Linked DNA regions of Zea mays: region 1 is linked to region 2. Evidence: chromatin contacts called from public Hi-C data. All regions are on one chromosome and are shown on one strand. The core of a region is the stretch at or near the end of the contact, and the rest is flanking DNA. Distances in the headings are between cores, read along the strand shown. Region 1 holds the start of LOC542664 (S-domain class receptor-like kinase 3). Region 2 holds the start of LOC103633280 (probable mixed-linked glucan synthase 8).

The links. A called contact is a pair of places that touch in the nucleus more often than the background predicts.
Region 1: a contact with region 2 is called in a Hi-C map of ear, with 2.5 times the contacts expected there. The contact joins the promoter of LOC542664 here to the promoter of LOC103633280 in region 2. A contact is called at or near these places in 4 of 25 Hi-C or Micro-C datasets (ear, leaf and tassel).

What each region holds. Positions count from the first base shown.
Region 1 is chr7:165,447,000-165,452,302 of Zm-B73-REFERENCE-NAM-5.0, forward strand. It overlaps LOC542664 (S-domain class receptor-like kinase 3), which reads right to left and starts at 1,938. Exons shown (of 1, transcript NM_001112185.2): 1 at 1-1,938. The coding sequence starts at 1,865.
Region 2 is chr7:165,183,266-165,188,784 of Zm-B73-REFERENCE-NAM-5.0, forward strand. It overlaps LOC103633280 (probable mixed-linked glucan synthase 8), which reads right to left and starts at 4,212. Exons shown (of 3, transcript XM_008654981.4): 1 at 3,547-4,212; 2 at 1,359-2,094; 3 at 1-1,216. The coding sequence starts at 3,872.

The DNA.
Region 1 (5,303 bases), core at 688-3,187, 260 kb after region 2:
ACATCACAGTGTATAATGCAATCCCTACATTTTTCATGCAGGTAATTTAAGCCCCTTGCTGTTCCAAGTGCTATTTGGTACCTGGTAGCCCAGCTGAGTGCTGTTGTCTCACCAAGGAATAGCTGCAGGTCCAGGGAGCCCTTTGGCATGAACTCATACACAAGCAGCCTCCGTGATCCTTCTGAGCAAAATCCAAGGAGGCGGACCAAATTAACATGCTGTACGGTGCCAATGGTGCTCACCTCAGCACGAAATTGCTTCTCCCCTTGGTGAACTCCATCGAGCCTCTTCACAGCAATGGCTGTTGAATCTGGGAGCTTCCCTTTGAACACCGAGCCAAAGGCACCTCCACCCAGCCTCTCCGAGAAGTTATTAGTGACATGCTGCAGATCACTGTATCTAAAGGCGATCAGTGTGCCCCCAGCAGTCTTGGGTATCCTGAGAGTCCTCTCTCGGCGGTATTTCTGAAATAGGAAGTATGCCACAATAGAAAGGACAATTAAAACTGCAGCAACTCCGCCAACAACTGCACCAATGATCACTGCCTTGCTCCTTTTGGAGCCTGGCAGTTCAGAAGCCGCAAGCCTGAGGAAGAGTGTGCCTCCTCCATTCCCGCTGTATTGATCCTGAAGGTTAATCAGATCCCCATGCCAAACAAAGCAGCCACTACTATTATAAGTATATGCATTACAGGAGCAATTGTTCAGACAAGCCACTTGACAGTCTTGAGAGCTCGCAGCCACAGCAGTCTGAGCATTATCAGGTAGCCTCACATTTGCCATGGTATAGAACTTATCAGGCTGAGCCTGTGAAGAGCTCGAATTGGTCTGGCACTGCAATGGTACTCTCCTTTTGCACCCGCTACTGTAATCCTGGAGGTCCCAATCACTCTGAACCTTCTGGCTGAACCCCCTGATGCAGTTGCAGAATGGCAGTGCATTGAGGTTGCAGCTACCATAGGCCCCACACAGTGCGTACACCTCACACTGTGTCCTTGGCTGGGACCAGAACAAGATCCATGACTGGGAGGCAGGCACCCATGTCAGCTGCTTGATCTGCCCATCCACATCGATGATGAACCTCGAGATGATGCTGTTGTCCTTCATTGAGTAGATGAAGTAGCTCTCGGTGGCATTGTTGATGAACTGGAAGTCATAGTTGTAACCAGAGGTCATCTCTGGCACAAGGCTAAAGATGTTATTATTCCAAGGACCACTGCTCCAGTATGTTATGGAATCATTCCACTGAATTAAGTATTGCGTCGTGCCTCTTGGATCCAACTCCAGTGAGAACAGCCCAGGAGAGGGGTTGGCGGTGTTAGTCCATGGAACAAGCCGCTGGCTCACACCAGTGGTCTTGTTCAGCCCAAGCTTGCCCCCAGGAAGCCAGGTATTGGTGGGATGATCGATGCTTCGCCAATAAACCATGGATGAATTGGTGGCATCTCTGAGGTCGAGGCTACCGCCGTCCTGGAGGACAGCGATGGTGGAATTGGAGCTAGTACTTATGTTCGTCGACCACAGCACCTGCCGATTCTTGGATTGATCAAGGAGGACGAGGTTGCCGTCGCTGCCGATGGTCAAGGCGGCGGTGGTCGGGTCAGCCACCGGCAGATCGGGGTTGGCCATCCACACCGTCGTCTGCAGTGGTATGTTGCTGTACCATATGGCGATGTAGTAGTTACCCTGGTTGGAGGAGGTGTTGGTACCTTGGGGTGGGGTGTAGAAGCCCAAGGTGAACTTGTTGCCCTTGGACACAATCTTCTGCGCGCCGGACAAGGGTGTGGACGAGTTGATGGTGTCGCCGGCTGCGCAGAGAAGGATCTGGCCGAGTAGGAGAGGTAGAAGGAAGAAGACAGGAGCCATGGATGGGAGCTCGGTGGAGCAGCCAGGGCTGGTGCTGGGAGGGAGGAGAGAGGGATTTGGACTTCTGGAGTAATTGGTTGCGGTGGTAGTTGGGTACAGAAGTCTTTATGGACAGCAAGGCTCCACTTCGTGGCCTAATGACAAAATGTGCCGTATTTGACCTGGTGCTATGCTATTTGACAGGTACACAACCAAATAACCAAATAACATAATTCCAGTCTTGCGCTGAAAATGATTACACAAGAATTCTGTGGCTTCTTCTTAGATGAATTGTAGGTAAGGAATGTGCTCTTCGATTTCTCTGTCCGCTGAAAATTCGCCGGTCATTTTAATTGATTTTTGCAGCCTTGTGTTCAGCTGGTTTGTTGTGCAGCTGAACACGGCACACATTATTTTTCTTGATTCATACCTGTGAGCAGAAACGCTAATATCTGTTACGTGATGCTGACCGTTGGCTGAAATTATTTTTTTTAGGAAAGACGAGAGCGAATGGTGGGAAGCCAACGGAAGTGTTGCTGATTTGTGGCGGCGGCGGCGGCGGCGGCTAAAGAGCCAGCGCGCAGGGGCTGGCTTGGAGTAGTTTAACGAGACGGTCGTTCGTGGCTAATCAGTCAGGACTTCGTCATTCATTGCTAATACTTTGCTAACGTTCAGGTTTCCACTACCGATTATTCGAACTTTGATCTGGTCACCTCCTGTTTTCTCTGGTGAGGTCTTCTAGAATGGCACGGTCGGACTAGACCAAAGAACACGGTGCGTACCAGTACCAGGCCTGTCTCTCTGCAATGCGAGTGCTGTCGTTTGTCACATGATAGCGGTGTCGTGAATTGTCATCGATTAAAGAGATGCTACTAGTATTTTGTGAGAGTGAGACGCTGACGAGTGTGTTACGTCCGTGGTCTGATCTCTTTTGTCCTTGAACCGACCGAGTAGATACTCCTATTTTGGTGGTAGGGATATGTATATATGTACAGAGATGATATTCTGGTCTCAATCCTCCTTAAAATTCGTCTGTCAAAAGCATGTTCACTGGGAGGTGTGAGGGGTCTCTCCGTGCATTCAATTCAAGAACCATTAATTTTGGGGAGACCCGGCATTGGTTAGCATTAACTGGAGGTAGATGTATGTACTTTACTCCCTGAAATCCAAAGGGGATGAGGACAGCTGGACAGGTCTGCCCTGAGCCCTGACCCTTTGCAATCAGGCATTCATGTCTACCTGTGAAGACTATAGGCTGAGGACGAGGACTCGAAAGAGTTGACCGAGTCTATGCGCATTCCACAGTGGAAGGAGCCTGAATTGATTAGGTACCTTCGTTTTTAAGGCTGTCTTCGGTGGATCGTGTAAAATAGGAGACACGGCACTGTAGATGATATTGTTTTAAACTGTTTATAGAGTAAAGTTTAAAATAAAGAATAAGATAGGAGATGAAACACGAGACAGACTAAGAGCGGAAGCCACCTATACGTGTATCGTCCTTTTGAAAAGGTTTCTCTCGAGTACCTCTAGATTTTGTTGAGTTCTCGAAAAGTCAGTATTGCCCATCCTCGCTGGAGCACCAACAAAAGGGTGCCACTCTCTTAGTCCACACAAGGACCAAAGCTCTATACGAGTTGGTTCTTCGCTACTATGGCATGGTGAATTCTTCTATATGTAACAAGTAATGTCGGCAACATACGACCACGATGCGGCGCAATCATCGACGCATGCATGAGGATGAATGGATGCCTGGATGAGTCAGTGTGTGCCTGTCACTGTTTGCAGCCTGCTCTAGTGCACGTGCCTCGTACGTACTTGTGTTCGGTTCGTCAGGGCAGCAGGTCATGCGTGCATGTGGCCGGGCAGGGACCTCGGCGCCATGGATCTCAGCACTGAGGTTGGCGCCACTAGTCCTGACGCCGAGGTACTCCAAAAATTTATGATGCGACTCTCAAAACTCCAAGGAGTTTGAGGCTCTAGATTTAGAGTAGTTGGTTGGCTCTGGCTAGCTCCTCCTTGGAGTTTTGCTTCGGAGTTACGCCAAACACCCCATAAATTAAAAGATGGCTACTAAAATAGAATACACCGGACACGCAAGATCCATAAGGCACCAAACGTGTTGTTGTGACACCGGATACCCCACTGGACAGGGCGCTCAAAGAGGTTGCACATTAACTCAAGGGGGCTACAATGCATCCGAGAGGGGCTACAACGCTCAAAGCATCAGATGTTCGAGCTTCAAATGGTCGGCAATGGCTAGTTCCAACGACTAACTATTGTGTACACATCGAACGTGTTCGATGACTATAACGGACATGTCCAGTAAGTATGCAGAATTTATGTGCCATTTCCAACATCTATTTTTAGACTAGAGATATATATATATCCACCCAATCGACTATTGGAGATGTGTGGGAGCTAAGGAACACGACAAAAGAGTTAATGCTCATCTCTAGTAGCTCTAGACACTCAAATGCTCAAACATCACTCCATGATTAGCATAGGTATTTTGTGAAGTATTTAGGTTAATTAGACCACTTCAGTAGCGCTTGCTCTATGTTTGTCCTAATGATTAGAAGTGAGGAATGGACACCTCTACCCTTGGTGCTTGCGTGCACCATTGTATTAGTTGTACCAGGAGGAGCTTGTAATCCTATGAGATCATATACCAATTATGATTATGTTATGGCCACCATCATGTACTAGAGGGAACAAGGCCCTAGGCGTTTCAGTCAAAAACTCGATAGTGGATACAGTACGAAGAATCTAGGAGAGGCAACAACTGGAGCATCACTTACGCATAGAGAAGGACCGAGGTTATCCACAAAGTTATCTTATCGAGAGTTAACCCTCGCGTGTGCATTCCCTTGTGTAGGGCTCCAATGAGTATTTGGCAAAATCTTGTGCACTTCTTGTTGTCTTGGTTAAAATACTGGTGTGTCAACGGCTATCACATTTAAGATTCCACATATATATTGTGTTATCTCGGTTGTATGCTTTACTTAACTTAATTATATGTTAGTGGATAGATTTGAAACCCAAGTTGTATAACACTATGGGAAAGCAAAAATAAAGTATTCTTTTTTATGCAGATGATTATTTGTATGCAAATGATTATTCTGTTACGCTGACACATAGTAGTCTCACCTATATGGGTCATCATTTTGCTTGCACCGCTGCCTATCTGGTTAATTACCCAAGTGTAAAATTTATTATTAGATAAGAGTCAAATAGAAAAATATGAATATACTCAATCCTAAACCTAACTAATCCCAAACTTACCAAATAAAAAACCCATATACCTCAATAGATGATCTAACAACTCTGTTACGCTGACACCTAGTAGTCTCACCTATACGGGTCATCGTCTTGCTTGCACCACCGCCTGTCTGCGAGTGCTCATCACTGGTGTACGGGTATACATGTCCAAATGGACCAGACCTACTGGACGGCTTGTGG
Region 2 (5,519 bases), core at 2,962-5,461:
TCCCGCGAAGGACTAGCTTCAGCACGATGTGCAGCGTCGCTAACGGGTACACGGCTGTCGCCCCGATGATGTAGAACTGCTCGTTGCGGATCCAGTCCAGCAGCGTGAGGCCTGCCCACTTGATCTCCACCATGCCGATCAGCTCTGTCATTGCTATGATGACGACGAGGTACAGCACGTATGTCGGGAACGGCTTCTGGATGTAGAACTCGCCACGGAAGATCCATATGACGGGGAAGAGGAGGTAGAACACAAGGAAGACCGATGAGATTGGGTAGGCTGTCATGTTGGTGTAGGCGATCCGTTGCATCAAGTTCAGTCGACGGCCAGCAAGGAGCGGGCAGTGTGAGAAGAACATTTCAAGGGAGCCGCCCGACCAGCGCAGGATCTGGCAGAGGCGCTCCGTGAGGTTGATTGGTGCAGTGCCACGGAAGGCATCCGGCTCCATGCGGCAGTACATAGATCGCCACCCTGTCCGGTGTACTCGGAAGCCGGTCACCACGTCCTCCGTAGCAATGTTGTACACCCAGCCGATTTCCTTTCCGAACTCAGTGCCCTCTTCATATGCGCACTTCATGACATTATTCAGCTCTTCCATGACCGACTCCTCATGTGCCGGTGGTGACGCCATGGACCATTCTTGGTTCGCAGCCGATGGTATGGAGTTGATGAAGAGCATTGAGCTGCCAAACTTGCTGGGGTTGTCCACAAGCTTGAAGGCATCAGTTCTCCAACGAGGTGGATCAATACCATAGACAGCGATCCGGCGGAACATGCAACCGGTGCCAACATAGGAGGGTCCCTGGATGCCATTTAGGCCGAGCAAGGTGGCATCAAAGAAGACACGGTTGTGATTGCAGTACCTGTCTGTTGGGTCGACATCGTCAAAGCGTTGCGGGAACTGAACAAAAGCGGTGTTCTCGCCATCCCGCCGGTCCAGCATGAAGCACATCGCAGCTCGGAAGGCCTGTGAGTTGTTGACGTAGTGGTCACCATCAAAATTGATGATGAAGGGAGCGTTGGTCAGAAGCGCAGAGATCCGCAGCTGCACGTTCATGGCGCCTGCTTTCTTTTGGTGGTCATGGCTTGGACTCTTCTCACGGGAGATATAGACGAGCATTGGGAGCCGCACGTCAACGGCACTGAAGTCCAGAGGGGTTTCAGCACTTGCTGGTCCACCAAACCGAGGTTCATCGCCCGGGTGATTCAACATAACCTGTCGAACAGCCATGATAGAGGTATGGATCAATACACTTTCTTAGGCCCCCTCATGCAAGACTATGTTAATTATTATAAGCACCACTATTAGAGACCAAGTTTTATCCACACGAAGAAAAAGGGCTAGCAAAATCGCATACCTTAACAATTCCAGCATGTTGCCCTTTCTTGTGGTTTTCAGCAGGGTCAAACCATGTTCCTGGCCACTGTGTTCCGTCTGCCATCCAGGTTGCCTTTACACCTTCCTTGGCCTCTGCATTGTGTGCATCTGAGCGTTCAGGGATTTTAGTAAAAAGTGCATCCAAACGCACCTTGAACTCATCATACTCCTTAGACATGCGTCTATGATCATCAGCAAACTCATCTGGTACATTTCCAGTGTATGGGCGCGACTTCACAGCAAAATAGCTCTCAGGGGCTCTCGGCTCAATGCTATGTTTTCGGCAAAATGGAACCCAGAGTGTCGCGAAATTTGCTGTCTCAAGCAAGCCCTCGTAATGGATTATGGACCCTCCATCATCCGAGAGGTAGGTAGCAGTCCTATCGATTGGGTAGTCTACGGCAAGAATGGACAGGATAGAGTTCATGGTGTATATCATAGGCTCGTTTATGGGATCGACGGTGTTGATAAAAACATCAAGCCTAGGGAGATTAGAGTTGCCATCAGGGAGATCGAACTGTTGTCTCAAGAGGGAAAGGTCTGGGACACGCTTGGTAGGGTTGAGCTTCGCAACTTGGTTTAGCAACCAAGTGACACCAAACCAGAAATCTCCGACAATGGATATCCACCAGAGCCACATTCCGTCGGCATGCGGATGCCGGATACGCCATATGAAGAATAGGATGATTGCAATCAATCTCAGCAAGGTCAACAACCTGTTGCAGATAAACCGGAAACAGAATTAGAACATGTCAGGAAAAGTTGCTAGAAGTCCTAGCACTGAAATTGGCATGAGTACATAGTGGAATACTATGACTAGTAACAATGCTTGTAAATACAACAGTTTAATATCATATTTGATGGTAAATACAACAATGGCAAAAAAAAAGATGCGGTTTTGTATTGTATTTGATGGTAAAAATGCTCGTAAATACAACAATTTGTTACAAGTTGTCAGTAACGACTTGCAAAATAGAGCTGCAGAACTGAATTAATCCATACGTATAATGCATTGGAGTCCACATGATGAAATCTTCAGTTAGGCACATAGCAGACTCTGATTGCACAATGCGCACTGGGCATCTCAGCTCTCAGCCACAACTCATCACGCCGCAGATCTAGACATCAGAGAAGTGGCAACGCGACAAATCTAGCGGGACGCGCCAAGAAGACGGAACGGCAGCCCAGCGCTCCCCGGCGACCCGTGCGACGAGTTGCTGCAAGCAGCGGAGGCGGGTCGGATGGGGGGAGCTCTGGGCTGTGCAGCGGAAGCTGGAAACGGGGCCGCGGGGCGAGCGACTGAGGCACGACATCGCCGCCCCGCCATCGGCGCTGGTAGGGTCGCTCGCTCGTCGCCGTCGGCCATCGCCGTTGGGTTGGGATGGGCAGAGGGAAGGGGACGATTGGCGTGGGCCGGTGGGCAAGGGCGTGGCTCCGCCCAATTTCACATTGCAGCATGCTGGGCCTTAGGTCCACGTTGAGAATATACGCCGCATACAAACAAGCGGGCTTGCATCTCTCGGCCTAATATTACACCGCATAGTCAAATGCATGTCCATGTGTTCTTTATTACCCAACTAGAAATTCGGTGCATCGTTTATAAGTCTATTGCTGATCGAAACACACACTGAGCTTTGGTAGGAAACACGAAGAAAGAAGTTCCAACAGGAAAGTTTCTTGTCTAACATCGAGCTTTCGTAGGAAAAACGAAGAAACAAAAAAGTTCCAGTGAAACCTCATCCTTTGGTTTTCCTATGTTTTTCCTATATACTCAACTAAACACCCATTCTAACAAAATTTCTCTGTTTTTTATTTCTCTGTTTTTTTTCACGTGCATTTCTATGCTATTCCTGTATTGTTTCGATGGTGCGTTCTAAAGGAGGCCTTAAAAATATCTCCCGAAAAGTAATATGTTATCGGCAGTGAAGAAAAAAGTGCAATTCTACTGTATATATCCTAGTTTTTACTTTAGTGATAAGCTAACGATATAATTTTTAATAGGTAACGAAGCTTAGCAAAATAGGCGTGCGTGGAGTAACGCGGTAACTGATCGTTGACACTACAAAACTGGTAATCGCGAGCCAGGCTAAAAGTAGAAACAGTGGGTCAATTATGATTGAGTAGACAGTAGTAGAGCATGTTAGTGAGCGCATGATGTCAGTACGCACCTATAGGGGTGCAGGAGGATTCCCTTGACCTTGTACGTCCGGAACAGGAGCGGGCGCCGCCCGTCCTCGCCGCCGTCGTCGACGGCCTCCGCCGCCTCCTTGTCGTCGACGGGCGTCCAGTACTTGTCCATCGGGCTGACGACTACCGCTGCAGGCCTCCTCTGCTTCCTCGTGCCGTGCTGCTTGCCGTTGCCGTTCGCCGCCACAGACGTCGGCACAGTCGTCGTCGTCGCGCCCCCGGCAACGCCGCCGACGTCGGTGCTGCCCCCGTGATGGCCGCCGGCAACGACGACAGCGCCATTATTCGCCGGCGCCTTAGGAGCCATGCTCTGGTCGACGCGATGATCAGTCAGTGGCAGGCAGCTGGCTACTAGCTCTGCTAGTAGAGACTGAATTAGCTGGGCTGCTGGTCGGTAGCTATAGCTCACTTGCTCGGTGCATGCAGCACTGAGAACTGAGCAGAGCGGCGTAGAGGAGTGTGCAGATATATGCTGAGTAGTGACTAGTGAGTCTACGTATAAAAAAATCACGCACACAGGGGGCCGATCCGATCACTGGATCGTCGGTTAGAAGCAGTCGAAAGAAGGTCCCCGCAGACTGTCGGCTGGCCTCGTCGACGACCCGACCTATCCGCACCACGGGGGTACACTGAGCTACAGTGTGCTCGACCAGCTGCTCATTATTTTGTGTGCATTATTCGCAAATAATAACGGCTAGCATATGCAACACATGCCACAGGAGCCCAGGCCCCAGGCCGGGCCAAGAAGATTATTCGCAAATAATGACTGCATGTTCAACGGGAGGCCGGATGATTTGACTGAATATAACGGCTACAAGTCGTTCACGCGTGGCTAGTTTATCAGGACTGTACATTTCGTAGATAAAGTCTAATAATGGCTAGTTTCAGTGATAGATGGACAGCTAGCAAGCAAGGTGTGTTCGTCAGTTATCAAAAAAAAATAACATGGCTGTAATTGAGTCAATCACTACGTACCCTCTTATATCATGGTCTTTGTATTTCAGAATCCAATCATGCACGTACGCAATTCAGAAGAAAAAAAAAAGAATTCTAATATTCTGGAAGTTATTGGTCGTACCAAACAAAATGCATGCATATAGGTCCATCGATCGATTGTCTGTATTCAAGTGATTCCAGCCAATTAAGATCGAATCATAGATCAATTAAACCACGGCCGCGCATGTTTTTTTTTTTTTTGTTATTTCGAATTGATACAGTCATGTGAGGTGCATTGCAGGGACGCCGACGACCGATGCTGGCATGCGCTGCTGCCTAACGGATGGAAGCTAGAAAACAAAAGGCTTGCTTTGGAGAATGCAGAGATCGATGGTGGCTTGGATTTATTATTACATACTGTACATAGCGATCGTCCTGTCCATGTGCCGCAGATCGCTCGTCGCCACGCTTACTGACATCCGACGGCAACGCAGCGCACGTCCGTCGTCCCCTCCTAGATGTGTGCTGCTCCTGCTGCCAGTCTTGCTCTTGTAAGTGCGGGTTCACACCGACAACAAGCGCCGCAGCCCACAGAGAAGTAGAGCACAGGTAGATATTCGAGATTCAGCACGTGCACAAGCGTTGTTTTGTACTTATACGGCAGAGCTGCATGCTGTAGTCTATATACTGGCAACTATACCGAGCGTTCACTGGATCCCTAAAATTCGTCACGAGTTCCGATTTGATGGGGTTAATTCTCCATCGGTCAATTAGGTGCTTTTGGTTGCGGGATACGTCCCCTGTTGTCCTCTCTAGAGTTTCAATGTGAATTTAGAAGGTTTCTACACATAGTGTCTCACAACTTTCTCCAAACATTCTAAATTTTTTATCACAGCCTCTACATATGATATCATGACACGTGGACAAGTTTCATGATTTTCTGACTTTATTTGTGTTTTATACAATTTTTAAACATGTGCATGTCAAGTTCACGGTCATGTTTAGTGAGCATGTTGCT